Regions from separate parts of the Mus musculus genome. Here region 2 is linked to region 1. A link is a contact called in public Hi-C data. All regions are on one chromosome and are shown on one strand. The core of a region is the stretch at or near the end of the contact, and the rest is flanking DNA. Distances in the headings are between cores, read along the strand shown.

Evidence for each region. A called contact is a pair of places that touch in the nucleus more often than the background predicts.
Region 2: a Hi-C map of bone marrow-derived macrophages shows a contact between it and region 1, with 44 read pairs. The contact joins two enhancer-like sites. A contact is called at or near these places in 2 of 15 datasets of contacts at CTCF or cohesin (large pre-B cells and pro-B cells), 14 of 484 Hi-C or Micro-C datasets (CD4 T cells, CD8 T cells, the G1E-ER4 cell line and 7 more), 11 of 115 datasets of contacts at active chromatin or transcription factors (the 230-238 cell line, CD8 T cells, the HPC-7 cell line and 8 more) and 1 of 9 other capture datasets (embryonic stem cells).

Annotation. Positions count from the first base shown.
Region 1 is chr8:126,760,160-126,766,127 of GRCm38.p6, reverse strand. No RefSeq gene overlaps it. Among named protein-coding and RNA genes, the nearest start is that of Gm45805, 4.8 kb to the right of the region's middle. Within about 2 kb of position 2,362, at least 60 of the 459 cell types and tissues checked have an H3K27ac peak or open chromatin away from gene starts, as enhancers often do. A contact at or near this core is called in bone marrow-derived macrophages, cerebral cortex and microglia, where this site is marked.
Region 2 is chr8:126,869,706-126,875,647 of GRCm38.p6, reverse strand. The region is part of intron 1 of Gm31718 (a long non-coding RNA gene); the gene reads left to right. Among named protein-coding and RNA genes, the nearest start is that of A630001O12Rik, 24 kb to the right of the region's middle. Within about 2 kb of position 2,882, at least 42 of the 459 cell types and tissues checked have an H3K27ac peak or open chromatin away from gene starts, as enhancers often do. A contact at or near this core is called in bone marrow-derived macrophages, cerebral cortex and microglia, where this site is marked.

The DNA of each region.
Region 1 (5,968 bases), core at 1,113-3,612:
GATCAGTGTGGCATATCAAGATGCCATCTTTACAGTCTTAGAGAATCTTATTTATGGCCACTCAGTAAATCGACCTCACCCATCACACATCCATAGGTGTTTGCTCTGCTGCCTATCTTTTGCTACTGCAAAATGTAAACCTGGGCACTTCCTCCATGTTGCTGCTGCAACTGAAGGACAAATTCCAGGAAGCAGGATAATTAGGGCAAAGGGTACATGTGTTTATGCTTTAGATAAGGTTTCTAGATACCCAGGAGGGGAGCGTCATATGTTATGCACAGCCCTCTTTCCTCACCCCCAAGACTTATCACAACTTAAATTTGTATTACTCTTCTTTCAGTATGATTGACCTGAATGGGTGTATATATATGTATGTGGGTGTATGTGTGTATGTATGTATGTATGTATATGTATATGGGTATGTGTGTGTATGTGTGTATATGTATGTATGTGTGTATATGAGTGTATGTGTACATATATGTATGTGCATTTGGGCATGTGTGTGTATGTGTGTGTATGTGTGTATGTGTATACATGTATATGTATGTTTGTGCATGTATATGTTTATGTGTGTGTATGTACATGTGAATGTGTATATGTAAATGTATGTGTTTATGTGTATATGTATGTTTATATGTATGTATGTGAGTGTATGTGTTTGTGTGTGTATATGCATGTGGGTATGTATATGCATGCGTGTGTATGTATGTACATGTAAGTGTATGTGTGTATGTATATGTGTGTATATGAGTGTGGGGGGGGGTGGGATGAGGAGCCTTCCTTGATTGCTCTCTACCTTATTTATTGAGGCGAGGACTCTGGCTGAACCCAGAGCTCAGGTTTTATCTAATCTGGCTACCCAGTTTCTTTGGGGGATCACATATCTCTGCCTCTGCTTCCTATGATCTGGGAATACAGAAGAGTTGCCATGCCCACTGGGCTTCTTCGTGGGTTCTGGGGATCTGAACTCTGGTCCTCGTGCTTGCACAACAAGTGCTTTATCCACTGAGCAACCTCCTCAGCCCTCGCCTGTGGATTAAAATGAGTTTATATTAATATTGAGATCACATTAGAATTGTGAATGAAGACAGATGGCATGGTAGTGACTGTTTCTCTACTGGAGGGTGATGTGTCTCCCCACCGGTTCTGATCCATCCTTGTTGTTGGACCTGTTGACTGCTCCTGCAGATTTTCACCTGAGCTAATTATTATCATTGTTTCTATTTGTTTCAATTCTCCAGGGGCTCCTCAGACTCAGGAGCCAGGTTGAAAGAGTTTCTAGTGAAGTCCCCAGCATTTCTATATCCTAGGCTGTTCCATCCATTTGATAGTCAGCCACCATGTCTGAACTAAGCTCCAACATTTCAATGGGCCCTTGGAGAGGGAAGGAGAGAGGTTGGGCTGCAGCCAACCTTGGCCCTCTGTGGTGTTATTTGGTCTATTTGAAGAAGTTAACATTGGATCTATTATTCTTTGATACCCAGGAGCCTCCCATCCTCTCCTGAGCACACTGACAACACAGGAAGACCACAGATAAGGAGGCAGAGCAGTGTGGGGACTGCAAGGTCCCTGTGGGATAACTGCCAGCTGGTCAAAGGTCTTCCTTCTGGCACATTCCATGGTAGCTGAAGGGCTCTGGGCTGATCCTAGAAGTCTTGCTTCTTAGTACTCAGATCATGAATCCCCTCCCACACAGAGGAGGACTGACCCTGGAACCTGACAGGGTACTGTGGAAATGACCTTGTGTGACCTCTGAGACCTGGTCATGTATAGGTGGTGTTTTCCACTCTGTTTGCTTGGATCACTGTGGAGGAAGCTAGCTGCTACCTCAGAAGGACATTTCATCAGCCACATGGACAACCCTGCAAACATGGCCCTGGGCGTTGTGTATTTCTAGTCAGGTCTGCCCAAACCAGAGGTTGGATAAGCAATAGGTGCAAAAGGAAAATTACTTTCTGATTTGTTTTTCTGTACCTGCCTAGAGATGTGCCAGCATATCCAACATCTGTCACACCTGGAGAAATGTCCTCCCTTCCCCGTAAGTCCAGCTCCTAGCTGACTACCAAGGTCTTGACTTAGAAAGTTCAGACCCTGTGTGGAGAAAGCAATTGTCAGGTCTTTCCCTGCAGCAGCAGTCAGGGATCTGCATGGCCACCATTGTCCGATTTCTCTTCATTGTGCTCACAGCCCATTGCTTGCCTAGCATGTCTGCAGTGTGATTCTTGTTTTGTGGGTTCAGTTTCCTGGAAGTGGACGTTCGCCGAATGGTTCATCTGGAGCATTGGGCATCGGCCAACAAGTCTGCCTCTGTGGTCAGCCTCCTCTCCTGGGAAGCAAAGGAGAGAGGTTTGTTCTCCTTTTTATTTCCCCGAAATGTGCATCTCTGCACTGAGGGGGTGGGGAGAGCAGTGCTGGGCAGGAACATCATTGCTCACTAAGAGGCTAAGGAGAACCAGGAGGAAGGGAGAGGGCATGTGGCCCTCAGAGACAATTGCGTGCATCTCCTCCACCTCTGAGAACCACAGCTGGTTCTAGCGGGAGAGGGATGGTCAGAGGCTGTCACCATATGGATGAGAGTGAGGAACAATCAGAGGAAGAAGGAGAATACTCAGGCATGCTCACTCGAAGCTGATTTGAAGATGGTTTTCTGAACATTTCCCTCCAGCCTGCAACACCATTCTCCTGTCCTGTCTGAGAAAGGATACCCTGGGCCCACTGGGGAAATTTATGTTGATAGACTTCAAAGAAAATGTCCTACTCACATGTGCAAAGTGGACTTCATATTACCTGTAGGTGACTTGTGTGTGTGTGTGCTCATATGTGTGCATGCATATGAAGACCACGTGTTCACCTCGAGTGTTGTTCCAAAGGTACTTTCACTTGGCTTTTAGAGACAGAGTCCCTCAGTGGCCTGTAACTCATCTGATTGCCAAGACCGTCAGGAATCTCCCCCTTTCCAGCTCCCCAGTGCTGGAATTGCAAACACCAATGTGGTCATCCCCAGCTTCTCATGGGCTCTGAGACTCAGACCCAGGCCCTTCCTCTTATAAAACTATGCTCTGCCCCTCATCGAACAGTTTAATTTTTCATAATATTTTTATGGATTATTTGGGTATTTCACATCATGAACACTCTCTTTCCAATCATCCCAGGTCCTCCCACCCTGACTTGTGACCTACTCCCTACCCCCCTCCCCCCAAAAAAAAGAAAGAAAGAAAGGAAGGAAGGAAGGAAGAAAAGGAGAAGGAGAAGAGGAGGAGGAGGAGAGGGAGGAAGAGGAGGAAACAAACCAAAAAACCAAGTTCAATTTGTATCGCCCAAATACTCACTGGAGCATGGTGGTCACATTCCTAGTGGCCAGCCCCTTAAAGAAAATTGAGTCCTTCTGCGTCTACACCCCAGCCAGAAGCCATCATCTGTGGCTAGCTATACCTCAGCATCCTTATCAAATATTTTAAGAGTCCTCTTTGGTGGCTTTCTGTCCAGGCTGTTACTTTTGTGGATGGGGTGGGGTAAGGGTTGCCAGAAACCTTCTATGTCTCTCTTTCTCAATTGTGGGTCTGCAGTCATTAATACCAAGGCAAAAGTGGCTTCCTTGTCCTTCACAGCCAGCGGGAGCATGGATCATGGACTTAGACATGGTTTCTGGAGACAGCACGTGCCACAGACCTCTTAGCATGATCTCCAGTCGCTGTGCATCAACACAGCCCTCTGCTGCAGTGGGACAACAGACCCACACAGGGCTCTCTGTGGCAGCACAGACCCTGAACATCCATCCATGTAGCCCCAAGTTGTAATATCAGCCATGGGCATCACCACGGTCCCAGACTGTAATGGAACTTGGGAACCAGACATGGCCCTTGTAGGTAACGGGGACCTAGACATCACCCTGGCTTTAGGCACAGGCCACTCAGATCAATATGGCTCCTGTCAGTAGCACAACCCAACAGACAGCATGGCCTCAGATAGGGGCCCAGACCAAGGATATCCTGGCCTTCAGTGGCACCTCAGGCCAGGGATATCAGTAAAGGATATCCACATGAACCTAGGATTTTAACACAGCCTGGGGTAGCAGACTAAGGATACCAAAGTGGCCTCCAGGGCAACATGAGCCATAGACGTCTTTTGAGGAGGTCTAATTCAAAAAAATGGTCCAGTCTTCATCTTGACATCCCGTCATTGCTCAGAACCCGGGCAATCATGGCTGGGCAGATTTTTCGAGGGCTAAATGTGCAAGATCCAGGCTGCTACAACCCACCCAGTCAACCCTACTCAGCAACACCATGTTCCCAGATCCCAGGCAGGCATCTCTCCCCCTCCCCCCATCACTCCCCTCCCCCACCCCACCCCCAGTGTCTCTCCTTCCATTACTGTCTGTCATTCACTGGCCTGCTCCTCTCTCTTTCCTGTCTCTTCATTGAACAGCCTTTTGTCATAGTGGCATTGGAAACTGATGTGTGTCGCACAGCATTTTTTTTTTTTTTCCAGACAGCTTCACATGCAAACATTCACTGCAGTGAGTCCTTGGTCTGGCTCAAGGTCTCTGAAGCACCATAAATACTGGACCATTGCCGCCAAGACTTGTCTAGGATATACTGCTATTGTCAGTCATGCTGATCTTGCAGCTCAGGGTTTGCAGGACCAGCCTCTTCGTGAGCTCCAGCAGCTTGTAGATGGGGTGAACTGAATCAAAGCACGGGTTCTGGGCCCAGATGGGAGCTGACTGGGTTAGCCAGCTTCTGCCACCACCATAGGGTTTTTCCTACCAGCATCTCCAATTAGTTTCCTTATAAAATTCTTATTTAGTTCCATTTAAATTCACTGGGACATCTCCACTTTCTGTTTGTAAAGCCCCAGCAGGTTGGATCTTGACACTAAGTGTAACTTGGAGACTCTCACAGTGCCTGTCTGTCTGACTGACTGACTGACTGTCTGTCTCTCCCACTTTGCCTTAACTCATCATCTGTTTTCATTACTTCTCACACAATCACAGAAATGGAAGGGAGAGGTCTCTGTTTCAGCTTTGACACTACAGGGCTATTCTGCGGCTCAGAACGGTTTGTCCTATAAATGGTACTCACACCCTAACCAACTAACTTACTGCTGTGTCTACACTCTTTTTTTGCCTGCTGGATTAAGACAATGATTGGGTCGATGAACTACCCTTTCAATATACGTTTGGGTAATAGAAAAGATGTTAGTGGATGGGATCCTTTATCATTTAAGGTTAGGTTAGTCTTTAGAAAAAAATAATAAATCAGATAGCTTCAGACTAATACTGTTTGTTTTTAAGACATCTTCTCAGTGTTGGCAGATTCTTTTGATTATAGTGCATTTGGAACTTGCCATTGGCTGGCCACGGAGTCATGGAGATCCTCCTGCCTCTTTCTTCCACTTCCAGGATAGCAGACACGTGTTCCCTGCACCTGACTGCAGGAGATCAGGACTCAAGTTCTCAAGCTTGCCCCCTGAGCATTTACATTCTGAGCTGTCTCTCCAGACCCCACCACTGAGCGGCTTTCCCTTGCAATACCTGATACCAGATTCTGGTCCTGTCAGAAGTTCCACAGGGGTGATTTTCTAGCTGCCTGCTGGATGCTAACATTTAGATACCACGGTGACACCAAAACTACTGTGTGTGCATGTTTGTGTGTGTGTGTACGTGCACGCGCGCGTGCGTGACATGCCTGAGAAAGATGTTTTTCTTCCTGGTGACTCTGCCTATTTCCCTGCCTTCTCTTTAATGCTCAGGTCTTTTGAGCACTTTGCATGACATCTGGTTTAACAGATGTGAGCTCTGGGTGACTGTCACTTCTTCCAGAGATTGTCCCTAATGGTGTTTGGTCTTTTCTCCCTTTGCTGTGCACAAATGATCTGAGCAATCTCAGCTAGAAAAGCCCATCAGGTATATTTACATAAACTTGCCTTTAATTTTTCTGCACCGTTGCTTTGTTTACCGCACAGAGGC
Region 2 (5,942 bases), core at 1,633-4,132, 110 kb before region 1:
CCCTTAACCTCTGAGTCCTGTTCATCCCAAAACCATCTCCCTGAGTTAGACAGTGTATGTCAAGGCTTTGCTCTGCTGTCTTGCCCACATTGTATGGCTTGGTGTATGGACTTGCTCGGAAATCGTCCTTCTGTAGGAACGTAGATAGACGTTGTTTATGTTTATAATGTGAGTTGATTTCCGGATGGAAAAAGAGATGCGTGCTTTCATCCTGTTTATCATTATTATTATTATTATTATTATTAATGATTTTTTATCTTGTATGCCTATGTGCACGTGTGTGCATGCCATGTAGGGGCCAAGAGGACAATGTTGATGTTATTCTTCAAGTGCTATCCATCTCAATTATTTATTTATTTATTTGGTTTTTCGAGACAGGTTTTCTCTGTGTAGCCCTGGCTGTCCTGGAACTCACTCTGTAGGCCAGGCTGACCACCTTGATCTTTTAAAATTTCAATCTTAAAAAAAAAACAACCAAAAACCTTATTTATTGATTGATTTATTGATTTATTTTATTTTGCCTGTCTGCATTTCTGCGTACTATACTTGTGCCTGACAGAGGCCAGAAGAGGGCACCAGATGCCCTGGAAATGGATCTATAAATGGTTTTGAGCTGTTCTGTAGGTGCTGGGAATAGAAACTGTCCTCTGGAAGAACAGTGCTCTTCATTTAGTTGAACCTTCTCTCTAGGCCCTAGTTTTTAAACTTACCAGAACTTTAAATTCTATTCTTTGATAATTCATATGTGTATACAATGTATCTTTATCAATGTATATCCAACCCAAAGTCTCTCCCCACTCACTGGATCCTACGAATACTTCCTCATTTCCTCTCCTTTTTGGGTGTGGGATTTTTTTAAGGTAGTATTTATCCTTAGAGCCTGGGAATGATCAGGCTAGGTTGTGCAGACAGCTGTACAGACTCTTCTGCCCCTACCTCCCCAGTGCTGGTATAACCAGGATATGCTACCACCCAGGGCTTTTGTTTATGTGTGTTCTTGGGTGTCTAACTCAAGTCCCCATGCTTGCAAGGACAGCACTTTGGATGCCCACCCACCTCCCCAGCCCCTTCTCTGTGACTTTAAGCAACTTTGACTGCACAGCTGTCTTGCGTGTCCCACCCTCCCCCCACCCACATTTTGGAGGTGCATCCAGCTGGCTCCTCTGAACCTGTTCTTTTCATTCTTATCCTTTGCTTCTTTTCCCTGGGCATTCTGGGCTCACTGTCTAGACTGGGGATTCACCGTGGCTTTTCTCACTGTGTGCACCACCCCCTACTCCCACCCCACTCTGCTGGATTCTCACAGCTTCTCCTCGACCAGCACTCCGGCTCCGCAGCAGTGGCTTTATCCCCCCTCAGTGTCTGAGGAAACTGATTCATCGCCTGAGGTTCTGTCTGAGAACTGCTTTCAGACAGCCAGAATCACATTTGAGCCTGTGGGTGGGATCTGGGTTTGGGTCTGGACTTTCTTTTGCTTTGATTAGCTTGGTTTGGCCTCCCTCTGGGATGTGGGTTTGCCTCTATGTTTCTTTTTCTTTCTTTTCTTCTCTCTCTCTCTCTCTCTCTCTCTCTCTCTCTCTCTCTCTCGTATAATTTCATGCCCAGTCTCAGGGTTGATCCAAGAGAAATTCTTGTTGTCAGTGACCCGTAGAACCTCTAGAGTTGGACTATCAGTCCTTAGGAGCTTGTCACCCTCTGTGTCTAGCCAGCTCAGGCCAAAGGTGTGAGTCTGTAGATTAAAGTCATATGATTCCTGTCCCAAGTGGGTATTAGTTAACGGTCTTAGTGGCATTTTTAGGGGTTTTGATGGTGGGAGGAGAAAAATTTCTTTCTGTATAGGAAAACAACTACTCAGTTTGGTCTGGAATTCATTTTCTTTGCCCAATTATTTTCAATCAAGCAGCATTGTGAGGAGGAAGCTACTGTGAACTTGTTTAATAACTCAACATTTGTGCCTTTGTGTTTTTCAATATTCAGAAATATACATTTGTTCCTTTTAAGAGTCCTGACAAGAGCTATGGGGATTTAACAGGAACCAGGCTGCAAGACAGGGGTGGGCCATCCATCACGGTAGAAGGGTCGCTGACAGGTTTAGAAACTGTCTTGGCTACTTTTCCCGTTGCTGTGGCAAAACACCTGACAAGACCAACTGGCAGGGCTATTTTGAAGGTGCAGTTCTTCGTGGTGGGCAGGACACAGTGTGACGAAGGGAGCTCTTCACTCGGCACCCACAGTCTGGAGTCAGAGAGAGAATACTGTGGCTCAGCTTTCCGTCTCCTTCCTGTTTTTATTCATCTGGGGTCCTGTCCCATGGGATGGTGACCACCCCTCATTCAGGGTGGGTCTTCCCTTCTGAGTGAAGCCTCTCTGGAAATGCCCTCAAAGGCACACTCAGAAGCAATTCAAAACTCCCATCAATTTGGCAATAGAGAGTAGCCATTATCATACCCACTAAAGACTCCATGTCCACCCCAGCAACTGAGAACCCCGAGACCCCTACAGGGAAGCGGGAGGCTGTGAGTGCATGACATTCACAGACCAGCAGTGTGCCATGAAGGAGGTAAGCAATACTGTATCAGGCAGGACATGCAAGAACACCACAACCCTGGGAATATGTCCCTGGTGATTTACAGGACATACCCTCAAAGCTCTGCTTCTTCTCTCACTAATAGATGAGGTCTCTGTCCCTCCTTCTCATGCATGGGAGATGACTTTGACCAGTAAGTAAGGGGACTGTGACATTATGTGATATCTGAAACAGGGGGCCTCATGAGGCTATATGGCTTCTGTTTTGAGTTTTGTGTCCTATGCTTCTGGTCTCTGTCACTAGGGAAGTTTGACCACTGTGTGGTGGCCGTGCTGGGAGGAAGCTGAGCCACATGGAGAAGACACGTGAGGCCTCTGGTCAGCAGGCTGGGTCTCTGAGTCAGCTGAGTCCTGGCTCCAGATGCCTGAGAGGTCAGGCATCTAGTTGACTCCAAACCTCAGCTATGGAGTTACCCCAGCTTTTGAGACTTCCCGGCTGAGGCCCAGATATGTGACAGATATCAGCCCTCCTTGCTATGTCCCGTCTGAATTCTTCATGTGTGTGTGTGTGTATATGCATGTACATGTACATATGTTTGGGGGCGTATGTGGAGGTTAGAGGTCAACCTCATGTGTCAGTTTTCAGCCATCCACCTTGTGTTTTGAGATAGGGTCTCTCACTGTCCCAGAACCCATCAAGTAGGCCAGTCTGGGCTGGCCCGTCTCCCAGGGATCCACCTGTTTCTGCCTCCCCGGATCTTTTCTAATTATAAATTTCTAGCCCAGATCTGTCCTACAAACATCGTTGCATATGCAGGCGGCTTCGTACTTTCCTCTGAAATCTAAAAATTTTTACCAGAAACCATTCCAGCGTGTTTATTTTTACTTTCTGCCTGCACTTTCGTACATTTGTGACATTTCTCCAGAAAGGTTTTCCTGAGTGGCTTGATTTTAACTTTGTTCTGCTCTTTGCTTCAGTTTTCAGTTTCGGGGGAGGGGGGACTCTTGGCTCCCATCTGCCCATCATTTGTTTTTGGCCCTTTCTCCCCGATCCCCTTCAGTTCTCTTACTTCCTGCCATTTGCGGTGTTGCGTTCCCATTTATCCTCGCTGCTGATCTTAAGTCTGGATCTTCTGGATTTGCTCTGTTTTTAAAACCCAGTCCTTATTTCTGGATGGCTTCATCCTTTTACTCTTAATACTGTCTTGAATTCTCTACATCGGCTTCTGAGTTTTCCTAACGACCATTTATGATCTCTCCCTTGCCCCTCATCGGAGTCTCACTCAGGAAAACCAAACTTGCCACCACTGAACTACACCCGGAGCTCCCCAGCCCGCCCTTAGATCTGTTTGTTTCTGTCTGTTTTAAGACAGGGTTATACTATATAGCCCTGGCTGTCCTGGAACTAGTTCTGCAGACCAGGCTGGCCTTGAGGTCTCATAGATCCACCTGCCTCTGTCTCCCAAGCGCTGACCAGCCCTTGGAGTTGTGAAGTCGTGCCTTGTTAGGTAGTCAGGCTGTGTTTAGACTTGGCATTCTTCTGCTTCTGATTGGCAAGTGCTGAGACTACAAGTGTGCACCACCTTGCCTGACCTCATGTTTAAAGGTTTAAAATGTAAGAGACCTTTCTTTTAATTATTTACATTTATTCCTTTGTTTGGATGTGCAAGTGCGCCTGCCATGTTGTATGTGGAGGTCAGAGAATTATTTGGGGGAATTGGTTCTCTCCTTTCACCATGTGGTTGCTGGGGATTGAACTCAGGTCATAAGGGTTTGATGCCAAACACCTCTACAGCCCTCTTATCTGCCCCTGCCTGCTATTTATGGAGTGGGTATCTATGAAGTTTTTTTTTTTTTGCTATTCCCCATGACATATATTCTTTATTTCCTTATTGGAGATGATATATATTGCTATAGGTGCCATCCCAGAATATTCTCCAGTCTATATTCAACATGTTAGCTAACATGGTACTTTAAAAGACTTGCATCAGACCCTGTGATGCTGCTCATAAATCTCAATGGCTCTATAGTCCTAGGCAACACACATTTCCTCACATAGGTTTATAAAGGGCTCTGTGTTTCTGCCACATTTCTCCCTACCCTCGATGTCCCTCATAGTTCATTTTAATCTATGTGCCCCCTTGCTTATCATGTCTCAGCTTATGGGCCTCCACATGCTCCTGGGGTACTCCAGGAGAGGCTCTACCACCTACGCACTCACAGCTGCTGTCCCCAGGACCTTCTTGGAACACCTCATCCCCTGTGGTCTTCTGCACCCCGACTTTTCCTGTTTCTTTTTTCTCTCTTGGCTTTTATATCTTATATTCTAATTCCTTACTTTGCGAATGCGAGTCAGAGAGTAAACTTCGGGAAGTATCTGAAAACAAATCCTTCCGGCTCTGTCAAGGGGAAAGGCAGTGGGTTAGAGAAAGAGCAGAGAAGATGGTTAGAGAGAGACACTGTGGAGAGTGTGCTGCAGCCCTGGTAAAGGGCAGGATTTGCGACGACTACAAAGGTGGAACAGGGAGAGGAGAGGGAGCAGTCCAGGCTGGGACACACTGCTTCTTTCATTGATGGACTGCTGCTCTCCCAGCTTGCCCCAGCCATTCTCATTCAAGCTTAGTTTTAAATAGCTGAACTACTCGGTGTGTGCGGCTAGGGGGAAGCTCAATTGCTTAAAGGGAGTGAATATCTCACTATCTCTCCATCACTATCTATCTATCTATCTATCTATCTATCTATCTATCTATCTATCATCTACCTACCTACCTATCAATCTATCATCATCTATCTATCTGTCTATCTGCCTATCACTCACTCAATCAATCAATTAATCTTCTATCATCTATCTATCTATCTATCTATCTATCTATCTATCTATCTATCATCTACCTACCTACCTATCAATCCATCATCATCTATCTATATGTCTATCTGCCTATCACTCACTCAATCAATCAATTAATCTTCTATCATCTATCTATCATCTTTCTATTTTCTATCATCTATCCATCCATCCATCCATCCATCCATCCATCCATCCATCTATCATCTATCTGTTTGTCTGTCTCTCTATCTGTCTCTGTCTCACTCTATTTCTGTCTCTCTGTCTCACTATCACTATCATCTATATCTCTATCTCTCTGTCTCTCTCTCTTTCTCTATCTCTCTATCTATTATCTATCTCTCTACCTCTCTAAATATCTATCTATCTATCTATCTATCTATCTATCTATCTATCTATCTATCTATCTGCAGTGCTAGGGAGGACTGAGCAGCACCCTAGCCTGGAAGAGGCTTTTTCCTGTGGGTCTCAGGCTCAGACTCTAGCTACCATCTTGTTCTCTCTGTGTTCACTTGGGGCTGTGTTGAGGTGGAGATTTTGGGTGACAGATCTATTTGTGTTGGAAAGTGGT